Linked DNA regions of Gossypium hirsutum: region 1 is linked to region 2. A link is a contact called in public Hi-C data. All regions are on one chromosome and are shown on one strand. The core of a region is the stretch at or near the end of the contact, and the rest is flanking DNA. Distances in the headings are between cores, read along the strand shown.

Region 1 (7,538 bases), core at 2,501-5,000, 320 kb after region 2:
AAGTATAAAGACTAAATACCAAATTTGTGAATAGTATAAAAACTTGTGACATGTTTTACCCTTTTTTTTCTTTTTTTTTTGATTAAATTATAATGATAATCAATTTGTGCGGATTTAATCCTACTTTTATTTACTCAAAATTTGATCCTTTTGCTACTGTTAACATTATTTAAAAATTAAGTATAATTACAAATTTAATTCTTCAACCTTTACTTTTATGACCCCAACTTCTTTTTTCTTATAAATATTAAAAAAATTTAAAAAGATATTAAAATTTTAAAAAGATTAAAGACTAGTCAAAAAATTTCTCAAATGTGTCAACAATATAAAGATAGGAAAAAAAGGAGTAAGAGTAAGTGTATAACATTGATTCAGATGATGGACAACCTATTTGGCATAAAACATGAAAATTTATTTTGAGTTTCCAAGTGACGAAGACAAGACATGGCCAATCAAAGTAAAGGCAAGCAAGAAAACAAAATCCTATATTATATCTCTAAGATATAAAATACCCCAAGACCTGGAGAGACAAGTGCTTCGCCAGCTTGTCAGTTGCAAGTATACTATATCTCTTAACATACATCAAAGTTACTTAGATTTAGTGAAAATTGGGTTCATCACAATATCATTTACTAGATTCATTAATACTAAATTTCTTATGATTTTTTATAATATTTAAATGAGAATTGCAGCTTAAATTCTTGTAGAAATGATTAATAGCAAGTTTTGTTTTTTTTTTTTCATCTCTAATTTGTTGACACATTTGAGAAAGTCCGATAAATTTTTAAGTTTTTTTTTATATAATTAAAGCATAAAAAATAAAAGTTAAATTGACAAAAATTATAAAAATTGAGAAACTAAATTTGTAATTTTACCTATTTTTTAATAAAATTAATAGAAAAAGCTAACAGAAGGACTGGAAATGAGTAAATAAAAAGAGAGACCAATTTTGAACAAATTAAAATAAAATAAAATAACTAAATCTGCACAAATCCACAGGTACGGGGACTAACTTCAAAATTTAACCTTCCATTTTCTTTCCTCGAATTTGTGGTGTAAAAGCAAAAACATACCACAAGCAAGAAAATTAATTTGCGTATAAATAATTAAATGACCAAATTTTATTTATTTTTTGGTGAAATCTAAATGACCAATTTTCATAAAACTTGTGCAAAACCTCAATATTTTATTTAAGAGTCTATCTCGCGAATCAAACTTAAATGAGCAAATCTAATTGTCGACTAAATTATAGTAAATATACATTAAATATCAAATTTAGGCTTTCCTCTATCAGGGAGAAGATTATATAAATTTCTTTTATTCATAAATTCTAAATCTTCTTTTTTTCATTTACTTTTTATGGGCGGAACAAATAGCCAGTAAAAGAGTTTCGAATTTATCAGCAAACAATTTTTTCCAAGCTGATCTTAGACTCATTGCCAACAGAAAGTAGTCTAACTTTTGGAAATCCATGGCTAAATCTTGAGAGAAGTAAGCAACCACCTTTTGCAATTTTAATCCCTTTTTCCCTAATTATGGTTTATGGCAATGAACACTCATCATTATTTTCCTCAACAAAATAACTTCATATAAAATCATGGATTAAAACAAAAATCTCCAACATGAATCTCAGATCAATAACATTTGACTAAACAAGGTTTCAAAAGACATCTAACAACTCTTTCTACTTTGAATAAACATCAAAACTACTTACTCGCAGAGTAAGACAGAAATCATTTCCCAGATACAACTTCCTTCATCGACTAAAATTTCAATCTTTTGCTGACCGTCTACACAGATACTTGGGACTTCTTCGACTTGCTAGCTGCCAACTGAGTCTCAGGCTGAAAGAACAACATATTTTCAACAAAACAACACGATAGCAGCATAGTTTCCATTCATTAAGGAGATTTTAAGTTTAGTTATAAATTACCTCTTTCTTAACGGGCTCTTCCTTCTCCAACAAAATTAACTCGATGTGGCAAGGAGAAGACATGTAAGCTGCCAAAACAACCATCTTATTAACATAGAAGGATAAAATACACTACAAACAATTACAAGTTCATGGTTCTAAGTCATACGATTGATTCTTCCATGGGCACGGTATGTACGACGCCTTTGTTTCTGAGCCTGGTTAACTTGGATGTGAGAAATATAGAGTGCATCCACATCCAAACCCTTGACCTGACAAGTTAGTTTCAATTTGTTACAAACGGAAACTAAAAAAACCAAGTAACAGCAAAAAGCCAAAAAACCAAAAGAGTAAGCATACCTCGGCATTGCTCTCAGCATTCTTCAGCAAATCTAGAATGAATTTGGCAGATTTTACAGGCCAGCGACCTTGTCCGTTAGAATGCCTGTTCTTTGCCTGAGCTGTACGTCCAACACCACCACAGAAGCGTCTGAAGGGTACGGCCTGTTTGTGAGCCATAACATCCTCCAAATACCTCTTAGCCTTACCCAAAGGCAACTTCCTGATAGCAAACGCAGTCTCCCTTGTGTTCTATAGAGCAATAATAGGGTGTGAGACTCAGTGATGACCACCAGCTAATTAAAAACATCACCAAATGGGCAACAGAATATCAACAAACGCCAAGACACCCCAAAGAACAATCGAACACAATCCCGTGCCATATCTAATCCAAAAGCTAGTCTTCCCAAAGCACTACAAAATGAGGCATCATTTACTGAGCCTTCATTCACCAAGAAGATCCAGAGGTTCACCCCATAACAATGCAAGTAATTTTCCTGAAGTTTACGAGAGCCTCACTCAAAAAAGGCAACAAGACCCTGCTTTTTCCAACAGATTTAGGAATCCTAATACTACGCTGAAAAAGAAAATATCTAACAGCATAAACAATACATCCTAAAAATATAACCAAAAATAACCTAAAGATCCTCCCCCAAACAAGCATGAAAATAAAAAAGAGCCGTACAGCAGCTGCTTAGATGCTACAATTATTCGCTAACGACAATAATAGGACTGGTTATGCATTCAAGAAAACGGCAGCACCAATCTATTCATTAGTTTCACATGATTTATCGTATCTTTAACCGTATAGAACAGACAAAGGTTCTTAAACAACAAGCAAATCAATGCCCGTAACTTTATGTCAAGAATCAGATCAAAATATATCAAAATAAGAATGTAATACCTTGAAATGAACCCTGAGATCAGAGCCCCTTGCCTTGCAGGCTGCACAAAAACAACACAAACCATCATCAGTTTCCCACATTTAAAAATAAAAAAAAGGCACAATGAGAAAGTAAAATGCTCAAAAATAAAGGAACAAGTGGGACTTTACACTTGGTGGGATTATCTGACTCCTTCGAATACTTCACCTGAAAAAAAAAACGATTCAAAGAAAAATCGAGTTTAGTGTTATATTATTTCATAAAAAGAAATTAAAATATAAACAAAGAAAAATGAGTACCATGGCTGCGAACTGGTTGCCTAAGCTGCTTCTGCCGCCTAAAAGAGGAAGTAAAAGAATGGGGAAGGTATAAGAATATATAGGAATCTGATTCTAGGGTTTTTCAGTGCTTTCTTTAGAGGGCTCGAGTTTACGAGTGCCCAGTTCAAGACCTAGGTTTTGAAGCTTTTACAGACCCAATAGGCCCAAAATATTTCTCTATGACTAATTTCTAATCTCATAAACAAATTTATATAATTTTACTTTATATTTTTAATCGATTGAGTATTAGTTCAGTTGACATTGGTATTATTGTTAGTGTAAGAAGATGCTAGTTCAAGTGCACTGAAGTGTTATCCTCTTTTTTAAGGGTTGAAGAGAGACTATGGGTAGTTCTAAACATTATATCCAATAATAAAGACTAGAAATAGTGATGCTACACTCATATGAAATGAAGTAAATCAAAAAAATATCTAATAAAATTATTTAAAATAATACATATAATTAACATATATAACTTGTTTTTTTAATCAAATATAATGTTAATACAAATATTTCTAATCATTATTAAAGTATTTGTATAAACTATAAAAAAGGATTAATATATTTAATTCAATTTTTATTTTTTTAATAGTCAACAACTTCATAATAGTTAATAGATAATACATGATGAATATAATTATAATATAATAGATTATATTATATAAAATTATTATTTCTAAAATGTTATCTATGAAATCAAAAAAATCAATTTAAAATTTTATGGCTTAATTATAAGTTAATGAACTAGATTTTAATTAAATTAAATTATTAACCTACTTAAATAGACAACAATTACTAATTTAAAATTTAAATAAATTAATTTAAAATTTTATATAACTATTCCTTCATACATATATACATTTAATATAATTTTATTCACAAACTATTTAACGTTAAAAAAAACTTTCTTATAACGAATTTTATCAAAAAATCAATTTAAAACTTTAGAATTTAATGGCTTAATTATAAGAACTCTATATTATTTTTATTAAATTGATTACGAACACACTTAAATAGAGAACAATTACTAATTTAAAATTTAAATAAACTAAATAAAATTTTATATTTAAATTTATTCATTTTGAAGTAGATTAAATATGTATAAATATATATATATAACGTGAACTCTATTTTTAAATATAAATTAATCTAAATTTAAATAAAATAATAAAATGACTTATTTTGGTCTTTCAGTTTTAATAATTAAGATGGTGTTCACACTTATATATAAAAAAAAATTAAAAATTAGATAGATATACATATAGATATCAAAATACAACTTCTCTTTTTCTTTTTTGGGTACATTTAAGAAAAGCACAAAAAAAAGTAGTGCGGGAAGATGGATGCAAATACATTAGAGCTTGTGGTTACACAACACAAACTCAATGTGTAACTTTTGAGGCATTGGAGAGATGAACAAGGAGTCTTTTGACACAGATGTCTCTGCCCTTCCCAATCACCCTTCTCACTGCAACAATATCAAAATGAACATTCTCTAGAACTCATGGATGGTTGTCCATATTATCTCGGAGACAAGATTATAAAACTTTGGGGAATCTAATAGCATCTCTTTCACATTGATTCAAGCCACTTTTAAAACCCTTCAACGATCATACCTCTCTCTCTCTCTCTCTCTTCGGCTTCAGTTTTGGTGCTTCCCAATCGCCATCGTCTTCCTCTTCTACTGCTTTGAGATTACGTGTCCTTTTCAGTCCAACGCTGTTTCCTTGCATAGGAACCCATAAAGAGATTTCTTAATTTACTTGCAAAAGGCAGGTTTTTTCAGGAATAGTAAGTCTAAGCATGGGATCATTTAGTACTCAAGGAGCCACGAATGCAGGTGCTCCACTGATGAATATGTTAATGAACATAAAAACCTCTAGAAAAGAAGCTTATCGATTATTCATCTAATTGTGAAGTACAGTATTAGGACATGTGCTTTGTATAAGGTTAGGGAGTTTGGTGGTTGGGATAACCGATGAAGCCATGAAGAAACCCTCATGCGACATTCATTGTACTATTAGCTAACTGTGACATATGATAGAAAAAGTAAAACTTGCATTCTCTTTAATACACTTAGAAGCCGCTTACTAATTTGGATTGATGAAAGGCAGCATACCTTTCTTGTCGGTTAAGATCATTTAAAAGAATTCTGAGAAATTTTTACACATATATATAAGAAAACTGTATGGGTGTTGTTTTGAGATACGATGATGCACCATCCAAGAATGTGGTTCGAGATTCGGGGTTTAAATTCGGTTCAAAGTTTAAGATTTAAGATTCATATTTAAGGTTCGGGGCTTAAGGTTTAAGATTCAAGATTTTAAGGTTATGGGTAAAAAAATTAGTAAAATTATGTATTAATCATGGAAAAATTACTGAAATATTATTAAATAATTAGAAAAGAATCATAATGATTAAATAATTGGAAAAGGACTATAAATGATGTGGTGAGAAGGGTCCATAAAATAGTTTCTCCAATCTATAATAAAATGTATAGATGATCTGCTTTAAATATACTATTATTTGATAAACTGGTGATGGAGTTTTTTAACTCCACAAGCGGACTTAAGAAACCTTCATGTTTCTTATTTATTTATTTTTTTTAGTATATCAATTAAGGACACTTGGTAGTTTCTTAAGTCCACTTGTGGAGTATAAATGAAATAAAATTCTACTTTTAATTAATATTAGAGTCCTAAAGTATATCATATTGGAAAAAATTCGATTCGAAAATATTTTCTTGCATAGCAGAAATTAAAAAATTTGAAAGCTAACCCGATTTGTGATATTTATAGTAATAAACCCTAGACCAAAATCATACCTATGTTTTCAGATAAACGAAGCCTAATCGTTCTTGGCTTTCAACCAAACAATTTTTTTTGCTATTTTTGTACCACGAATTGCTTCGCGTGTGGGCTCGATCAAATCGAATCAAAACACAGAACTAGAAATAGTTTTCTTTTCTTTTGGGTGAAAATGAAAATTCTCTTCTCAAAATAGAAATCGTCAGAATTGTTATTCTGGAAAAATATATTTAATAGTTGACAATAAATTATCTCTATTTTTCGGTAGAGTAACAATATTTGAAAGTTGTGTGTAGCCCTGCCAGTGCCATCTATTTATAGAAAGATAAGGTAGAACCCTTTTAAATTATGGAGGTTTATTTCAATTAGAAAAATGAAATCCTAGTTCAACTAGGATGTAGGGGGCGGCAACGTTAGTTAATAATACTATGGTCCCATCTTATAACATAAAGGGCTTGTCCCTTCCATATTGGGTCAAATTACAAGTAATTTTTGGGCTTTTAATTCAATATTTTATAATCTGATCCAATCCAATATTTGTTTTTCTATTTCCCAAAAATAAACTTCAATATATTTCTAATTAAATAATTTTCTTATCCCAATTCTAATTCCGTTAAAATCATGACGACTTTACGAAAAGGAATCTATGAGAAATATATTTAACATTTTCCACATTCAACGGTTCACTATAACCAAATGATTTATTTCCATTTTAGAACTTGATTTAATTCGAAAAACACAAATTCATTTTTCAGATCATTTTCATTTTTATTTTGGAGAAAGCCATATTCATTTCCAAATGATTCTATTTCTCCATTTCATTTTCGTTTTTGGAGAAAAGCATAATCATTTCCAAACATTTCTTATTTCTCTATTTCACCATTCCTATTCATATTTGTTCATTTGGTTCGACATGCAATTTATTTATAGTTTCAACGAGCCAAAGAAGGGACCGATTGGACATATGCAATTGAGGCTCAAATGTTTTATAATTAATTTCCAGCATTTCGCCTATTAATTATAACCTCATTTGGTCATGAAGTCATTTCACTATAGTATCGTCACTGAGTTCTCCCCAACAACATACCATTATGAAAGCAACTCGATTAGTGCTCGTTCAATAACCTTGTCATAAATGTGTTACCCTCATAGGATATCCTTAATCTATTTAGGATAATATCATTTCTCCCAATATGATTTTATTTTATCTCATGGTAATCATTACATCTTTCTTCATGAAAAGTCAATTACTATCAAATAATAATCAAGTCATCCA
Region 2 (7,644 bases), core at 4,321-6,820:
TTGTACTGTAACGCTTGATACACTAAGTGAGCGTAATAGGGGACCTAGGGCATTTAAGCCGAAAACACAGATAACTACGAAGGGTTTTATTGTTGATAGCAGCAAGAATGGCACAATTAATGGCATTACCAATGGATCCTACAACCGACAGAATTTTGTCACTGATTATGAGGGTGCCAAGTTCTTTGTGATAAAATCTTATAGTGAAGATAATGTTCACAAGAGCATTAAGTATGGTGTCTGGGCAAGCACTCCTATTGGCAACAAAAAATTAGATACTGCTTATCATGAGGCAAAAGCTAAACAAGGAACATGCCCTGTCTTTCTCTTATTTTCGGTAATCTACCTTATATTGAATTCCTGATGTTGGAGAGGAAAAATGAAAAACAAAAAATGATGCTGTCATTTAATTTAGGGTTAATGTAAATTTTGGTCCATAAACTTGATATAGATCCACTTTGATACTTGTATTTTTGTCAACTTTGTTACCTGAACTTGACAGCTTTTCCCATTTAGTCCCCAATTTTGGATTTTGTAAGTGTGATGACATGGCACTATGAGATTGTGTCATGTTATCACCTGAAACTTTTTTAATTTTTTACTTTTTAGATTTCATATAATTATTTTATTTTCAGGTGATGCTGTGCACAATCTCAAAGTGCCATGAAATCATACTTTTACATAATCTAAGTTCAGGTGCCAAAGTGGATAAAAGAAGTACCAGTACCAAACTGGACCAAAATGTCAAGTTCAGGGGCCAAAAAATACATTAACCCTTCAATTTAACTTACTAAAATAGTTGATAGATAGAATTCAGTAAGCGGTAATGATTATGAACTAGTAGCTGAAATCCCTAGTACGTAATACATGTACTTTCCTTCTAGTTTATTTGTAAGTAGAGACCACGAATGAGAAAATGAAATTAACTTAGTTGTTCATATGTTATGCATGCAGGTCAATGCTAGCGCTCAGTTTTGTGGAGTGGCTGAGATGGTGGGACCTGTTGACTTTGATAAAAGTGTGGATTATTGGCTTCAGAATAAGTGGTCTGGGCAATTCCCTGTAAAGTGGCACATTATTAAAGATGTCCCCAATAGTCAGTTCCGCCACATTCTACTAGAAAGTAATGACAACAAGCCTGTTACTAACAGTAGAGATACTCAAGAGGTAAGGATGCATTTGAAGTTGACACTGTATGGTCACTTTTGCTTGCTGATCAGATTTTTGGTGTGTCCGGTTGCATTCATATATTAGTTTCATCGTGGTTATTTTAACTAGAGCTAATGAGGTGATTGTGTTAGTCCATAATTGAATTCTATTTGACCAAAGCTAACATGAAACTAGTCTACAATTCCAGTGCTCACTTGTTTTTTTTTTTTTCTCTCAAGTAGATACTTGGGTGTACTTACGATTTTTGTTGAAATGTAAGATGTATAACTGGATAAACTCAATGAGACAATGTACATTACAGAGCTAGAAGATAACCAACCTTGTTTCCATTTGAATTTGTGAATTGGCATGCATTGCATTAACATCAACTTGTCATGTAAGAGGTATTGAGCATGCAAGCAAAATCGCACATGCATTGCTGATATGTAAGACCTGATGATGCGTCCTTCCTATGAATCCAGTTTCTGCACCATTGTACTTATTTTGTCTGAGTGTGGTTACATCAAGTAAGGTATAATCTTTCTTGTCTTTCATTGCAACGCGATTGAATGGTATCTGAAGCTGCTGCATCAAATAATATTTGCAGGTGGAGTTTGAACAGGGCATTGAGATGATAAACATTTTCAAGAATTATGAAAGTCATTCTTCAATCCTTGATGACTTTTATTTTTACGAAGAGCGGCAAAAAGCAATGCAGGAAAGGAAGGCCAGGCAGCTAACCAGCCTAGTGGCTTCCGATGATTTAGTGTGTGAAGCATCAAACCTCGTCTCACTCCCTAATGATATCGTGAAGAAAATGTCCAAGAGCTTTGCAGAAGTTCTTTTGTTAAACGAGAATGAGCAAGCAGGCGGAGGAACTGGAAAGGTGCTCTCTGCTGCCTGTGGAGGCCATGGTAGATAGGGTGCAACTACAAATTTGGCCAACAAGGAAACAAATATGATGGGTAGGGAATGACAGTTTATACCTTTATACGCATATTACGAAAAGTGGGTTTAAATCCAACCAATGCCATCTCTTACGTTGATCTCGTGTTTGTTTCTTTATTATTTCCTGCCTCGCAAGTTTTGAGAAGGCACCTAGTTTGGGTTATCTTGGTTTATGGATTTTATTTGTTTAGATTAGATAGACATATTCTGCAGCAGTCCGTAAGATAGACTTGGTTCATAACTTTATATCGTATGTATACACTATATATACCTCAGCTAATATATCTAACTAATTTTATTCTTTACAAAAAGCAAAGGAAACTTACAAGGAGAAATGGTGAAGTTGTATGAAAAGGTTGGGAGTCTAATTCTCTAGGAGCCTGTCTGTCTTTGTGTGTGTGGATGGTGGGTACTAGGATAGCATTATAGACTGGACTTGGGTGGGCTTCACCTCTAGTCCTTTGCTCTTTTTCTTTCTTCAAATTTTAAACTTGCTGCGTTAGTTATAAAGGAAAATATAATAGAAAACAAAAAATTGGTAGAAAAGGTCCCAACAGTCCAAAATGGGTATGGTAATTGTAGTTTGCACTCTGGGACTGGAATGCGGTATGTAGAGGTTCAGAACAGATTATTAGTAAAATTATGAGTATAGCAATATATTTTTAATGCCTTCAATCATGTGTAGCGGTGGTGTCTTTGTGGTATCGGCATGTGAGGCAGTTCTTGTCCAGACAAGTGTGTTCACTGTTCAGTGTTCTGGCTTCACGGGCCTAATGTCAGCCTCGAAATCGTATGATAATTGTTGGGTTTGAATTAGTTTTGAAAACGTTATGGTTAATGTCTAATAGTTTTTTTTTCCTCAAGAATTGAGCCGAATATCAAAGTCATTGGGCAGACCCAAATCCAATTTCATCAAGGTGGATTTTAATTTTATTTAAAGGGAGGGGTAAATTGCAACCAAAAAAGAAGTTTACAATTTAACACCCATGTTTAGTTTTGTTTTCATTTTGGTCACTATGATTCTATTGACAAACGGAATACCAACGGGCTGGCCAAATCAGCTTTTTTTTTCCCACCAAATAATTCTTTTTTTAATTTTCCACCATCCTCCGAGTACAAGCAACTAATACTCAACCTCGACACACTGCCTCCATAGTCGTTTCTCCATCATTAATCACCCTCAGCTCCACCTTCAACACCCACCATTCCGCTCTCATTCAATCTTGCCTCAACCCTCAATTTCCATCTTCAAAACTTTTATCATACTCTACACCTAAAGTCAACCACTGCCATACTCCACCATCCCAACTAAAAAAACCTAATAATTCTTATACCCAAACAACTTGCAGACCAAAACCTAAATTAACCAACAACCAAAGGAAAAAAAAAACACCTAAGAAGCTCCTTGTTTTGGAAGCCCCAAATCATAAACTGAAAACCCCAAAAAGGTCAGAAACGAAATAAACAAGCAAAAACAAATGAAGCATCTTAAGTTCGAATAGCAAGATCTAGGAGGTGGTTTGACGATCTGAACAGTGAAAGAGTAGCTCCGACCAAAAGGAGCAACACACTTCGGAACCAAGCCAACCAGACAGCTACCAGCGGCCGACTTGCATTTTTGGCTTCGAACATTTCTTGGGTTTTCGAAGGATTCGGGCATCTTTCAAGGAAATCTAAACCATAGAGACAGAAGTCTATAGATCGGCGATCTCCGATTGACACTCCGACGGTGGCGATAGATCTAACGGCGACTAGGGTTTAGAGTGATTTATAGTAAAATGTTAGTGACTAAAATTAGCAAAAACAAAAAAGAAAAAGAGATGTATATTATACAAATCCAAAATAGAAAATAAAAAATATGATCTGGCCAACCACGTTGGAATTCAATCGGCTAATATACCCATAGTGGGTAATTTTTTTTATTAAAATGAAAATTTATGATAATTGAGTGATTAGGTATAACTTATCTAAAAAATTATGAATTTATTATAAATTAATAAATTGAACTAAAACCATTTTAATTTAGAAAAATCATAGTAAAATCCAACAAAATACTATAGTTGATATCCATTTTCTTTTCTTTCTCAATCACGGATGACATATGTTTATACATTCATTCAATCTAAATATAAAAAAATAGAGATTTAGAACATATTAATCCGAAAATAATTAACCACCGTAAATCGCAGAATATGTACTAATATACCAAAAATTTAGAACATATTAATCCGAAAATAATTAACCAACGTAAATCACAGAATAAGTACTAATATACTAAGTATCAGAATATTCAAACAATCACCCAAGTCGAATTATTATTAAAAAAAAAATCATGAAACAAGTACCTAGAGTTAACATCTCCCCTAAATATGATGATTGAAGTTAAGAAAGTAAGTACAAGAATGGTAAAATCATGTTGCAGGTGCAGCTGAAACAAAACACGAAAACAAAAGGAATTTCAAGCATTTTTAGTTCACTCCCATCCCATGCATGCACACCGCCTAAAACAGGGAAGCCAATCCCGGTGGGAGTGCATACAAAAATGATGCCGATGCAACCAGTAACGTGAAACCAACCAAGTGAGCAGTTTCTAACTTTGTTCCACCGGAGTTATTATCAGTATTCTCTGAAGCACTTGACGGTGTCCCGGTGGATGGCGTCGTCGGTGTTGAGGAAGAATTTGTAAATATAGCCGCGTCTGGTGAGTTTGGTGCTAATCCAAGAAGCTCTATTCATTCATTCCAAACACAACATGCACTAATTTTATTACATATCAAAGCAAAAGGAGAGAAAAGAGAGGTTACTACTTACTTGGGCAGTCAGTGACGCTAGCGTTCTTCAACTGGCAAGCAGAAGGAAGTTGAAGAAGCTTATCTTGCTGAACGCCTAAGCTCTTAAGATTCTGAGCCCCGGATGCCTGGGTCTGCTGAAGAATATAACACAAACACTTTGGTTCTTCTTCTTTTATACTCGAAACCGAACTGCAACACTCCTTTGAAGGTTTCTCCATCTTCCCTTGCGCAAAGCTCAAACAAGTCATCACGCTCTGTAAATCTTTGCTGCACTCTTTGGCTAACCCACTCTCATCACCCGCACCAACCACCACCACCAAACTCATCATCATCACCTTCACTGCCCAACCCTTTCCCATTGTTTGAGTTCAGAGTCTTCTTCACACAAAAATATCTTGGAACTACCTATGAATGCGTATATTTATGGAAGACTGAAATTTTAGGGTTTAGTATTAATGATGTGCATTTGAATGGAAAGAGAGGATTGTTTGTGGAGCGTTGATATGTCACACCTGATGTGGAATCAGCTGTGGTGATGTTAAGATATAAATGGAGGCCCCCTCTCATTAGTTGGGCGGCAAGCAGAGTAAGGTAGGGAGTGACAAGTTGTTGGTTTTACAAAGAGGAGTTTAAATGAGGTTGCGCTGGGCAGCCAACCGTGGTGACAATTGGTTGGTAAATTAATTAGAAATTTTATTTTAACATAGGAAAGTTTTAAATGTTTGCGGTTTGGAAATTGGAACTTCATTAATTATATAGGTTAGTGTGCTAAAAATTGGGAGCTGGATACTTAATTTAAATTGAGTCAAATATTTATTGCCACCTTAAAATATATAAGACTAAGAATTAAGATTAAACAAGAAATGAATTATAGGTTTTATGGTTAAAGTGCTAGAATACTTTTCTAGACCCAAATTTAAGTGCCTATCTTTTCAATTTTTTTTTTTTTATTTTCGGCAATTTTGAGTAAACTACTTGTGTCGCACCTATGGTTTACTAACCCTAGATATGTAATCAATTCTTTCTCCTATTTTGGTTTTCACTTTGCCCATTTTTCAAATTCTTTTTTTTTTCTTTCATTCTTGCACCATATTTTCAATCTTTGGACTGTTGATTCTTTTTCTTTCATTATTGAATTGTTCCCCAATCCTTTAATTTCTATTGGTATTCAGAATTGTCGTTAATAACATTTGATATTTTTGCCAAAAAATGGTAAGTACACTTCATTTCAATGATTAAATTTCGTAATTTTTTTTATTTAAATAATTAAATTTCGTAATTTTTTTGATTTAATTAATTGATTTTTCGGATCTTGCCAAATCTTTGATAATATTGTTAAAATCTTGATATCAACCGTTAATTCATGTGTATTTATTGTTGAAGGATCGAACTAAGTAAAAAATAATCTGAATTAATATGTACAAATATAAATATAATAAAATTATATAATAATATAATAAGATTTTTTTAGGTATATAATATTTTAAATATGATAGATATAATCAAACATCCCGTTCCAATAATAAATGGAAACAATTATGTTTGGTTTTTTTATCTGCGTAAATTTTTATTTGTAATGGTTATACAGATTCATATATGTTAGTATAAAATTTTAATATTTTAAATTAAAATTTAATTTTGTATCTTAATTATTTTACTTTTTATATAACATTAAAAATTAAAATATAATCACTTAATTAATTATTAAACATAATTAATATTTTTATACAAATAATTGTATATATATGTATATATATGCAATTGAGCTATATTTATATATAAAAGAATTTTTTTAAAATACAAATAAATTCAAAATGATAATATTAAAACACACTGATCCTGATGTCTACGGGGATAAAACAAAAATGACACATTTATGTATAGGGTGGAAAGTAAAGGGTAATTACCCTAGGATCAAAATGTAGGTCAGTCTCATTTATAAGCTCCCATTATTGAAAATGGATGAGGTGAGTGTCCTTTTCTGTTTTATAAGTTCAATGGCCTTAACGAAAGAGATAAATCTTATCTTAACATGATAGATGAGTTCATAGGATTAAGTATAAGCATTATATTGAATCGGGTGAAAATTTTTAAATTAATTGAGTTGATAAGTCTTATTTTATTATTTTAATTTGATTTGAATTTTTCGAATCAAGTCGAGTGAAATGAAATCTAAGTCAAGTCAAACTAAATCGAGTAAAATTATTTTAGTTAAATTAAAAAATTAAAAAATTAAAATCTTATTCTAGTATAATTAATTTCATGTTAGACTATATAAATTTGAAACCATGTATATTTCAGAACTTTTTCAAAGCAAAATAAGAAAAAAATACTTTAGTATAACTTGAATCATTAATTAATTAATTTAGGTTCCAAAATTATTATTTTAGAAAATTTTTAAAAATTTAACTTTCTTTATATACTCTTTAGAATTTTTTAAAAATTTTTTATAATTTTTTTAAAAATAAATTTTGGAACTTTTATAAAATTTTGAATTTTTGAAAAATATGTTGAATTTTTTTAAAATTTTTAAAAATTCCTTTGTACATATCGTCCCACCCCATACAATGTAATATGACATGTTTAAAACAGATCAATACAGTAGCATTTAATATGCTTTTGACAGAACAATGAGGTAGCAATCATTATGCTTATAACAATTCGATACAGTGGCAGATATTATGCTTAAAATAGATCGATTCAGTAACAAAAAGGCATGCTTATCATGTGTTCAGTTTAATGGTAACATAAGGTA

What was found. A called contact is a pair of places that touch in the nucleus more often than the background predicts.
Region 1: a contact with region 2 is called in a Hi-C map of leaf, with 4 times the contacts expected there. The contact joins the promoter of LOC107916629 here to the promoter of LOC107916527 in region 2. A contact is called at or near these places in 4 of 34 Hi-C or Micro-C datasets (leaf and petal).

Annotation. Positions count from the first base shown.
Region 1 is chrA01:95,244,228-95,251,765 of Gossypium_hirsutum_v2.1, forward strand. LOC107916629 (60S ribosomal protein L17-2) reads right to left here and starts at 3,751. Exons shown (of 7, transcript XM_016845943.2): 1 at 3,435-3,751; 2 at 3,306-3,342; 3 at 3,156-3,196; 4 at 2,273-2,503; 5 at 2,082-2,184; 6 at 1,934-2,001; 7 at 1,585-1,844. The coding sequence starts at 3,437. The coding sequence ends at 1,791. LOC121207165 (small nucleolar RNA snoR74) reads right to left here and starts at 2,800; the gene lies at 2,671-2,800.
Region 2 is chrA01:94,923,790-94,931,433 of Gossypium_hirsutum_v2.1, forward strand. LOC107916527 (non-specific lipid transfer protein GPI-anchored 1) reads right to left here and starts at 5,571. Exons shown (of 2, transcript XM_016845794.2): 1 at 4,909-5,571; 2 at 4,387-4,825. The coding sequence starts at 5,248. The coding sequence ends at 4,599. LOC107916526 (YTH domain-containing protein ECT1) reads left to right here. Exons shown (of 8, transcript XM_016845793.2): 6 at 1-337; 7 at 955-1,167; 8 at 1,757-3,562. The coding sequence ends at 2,071.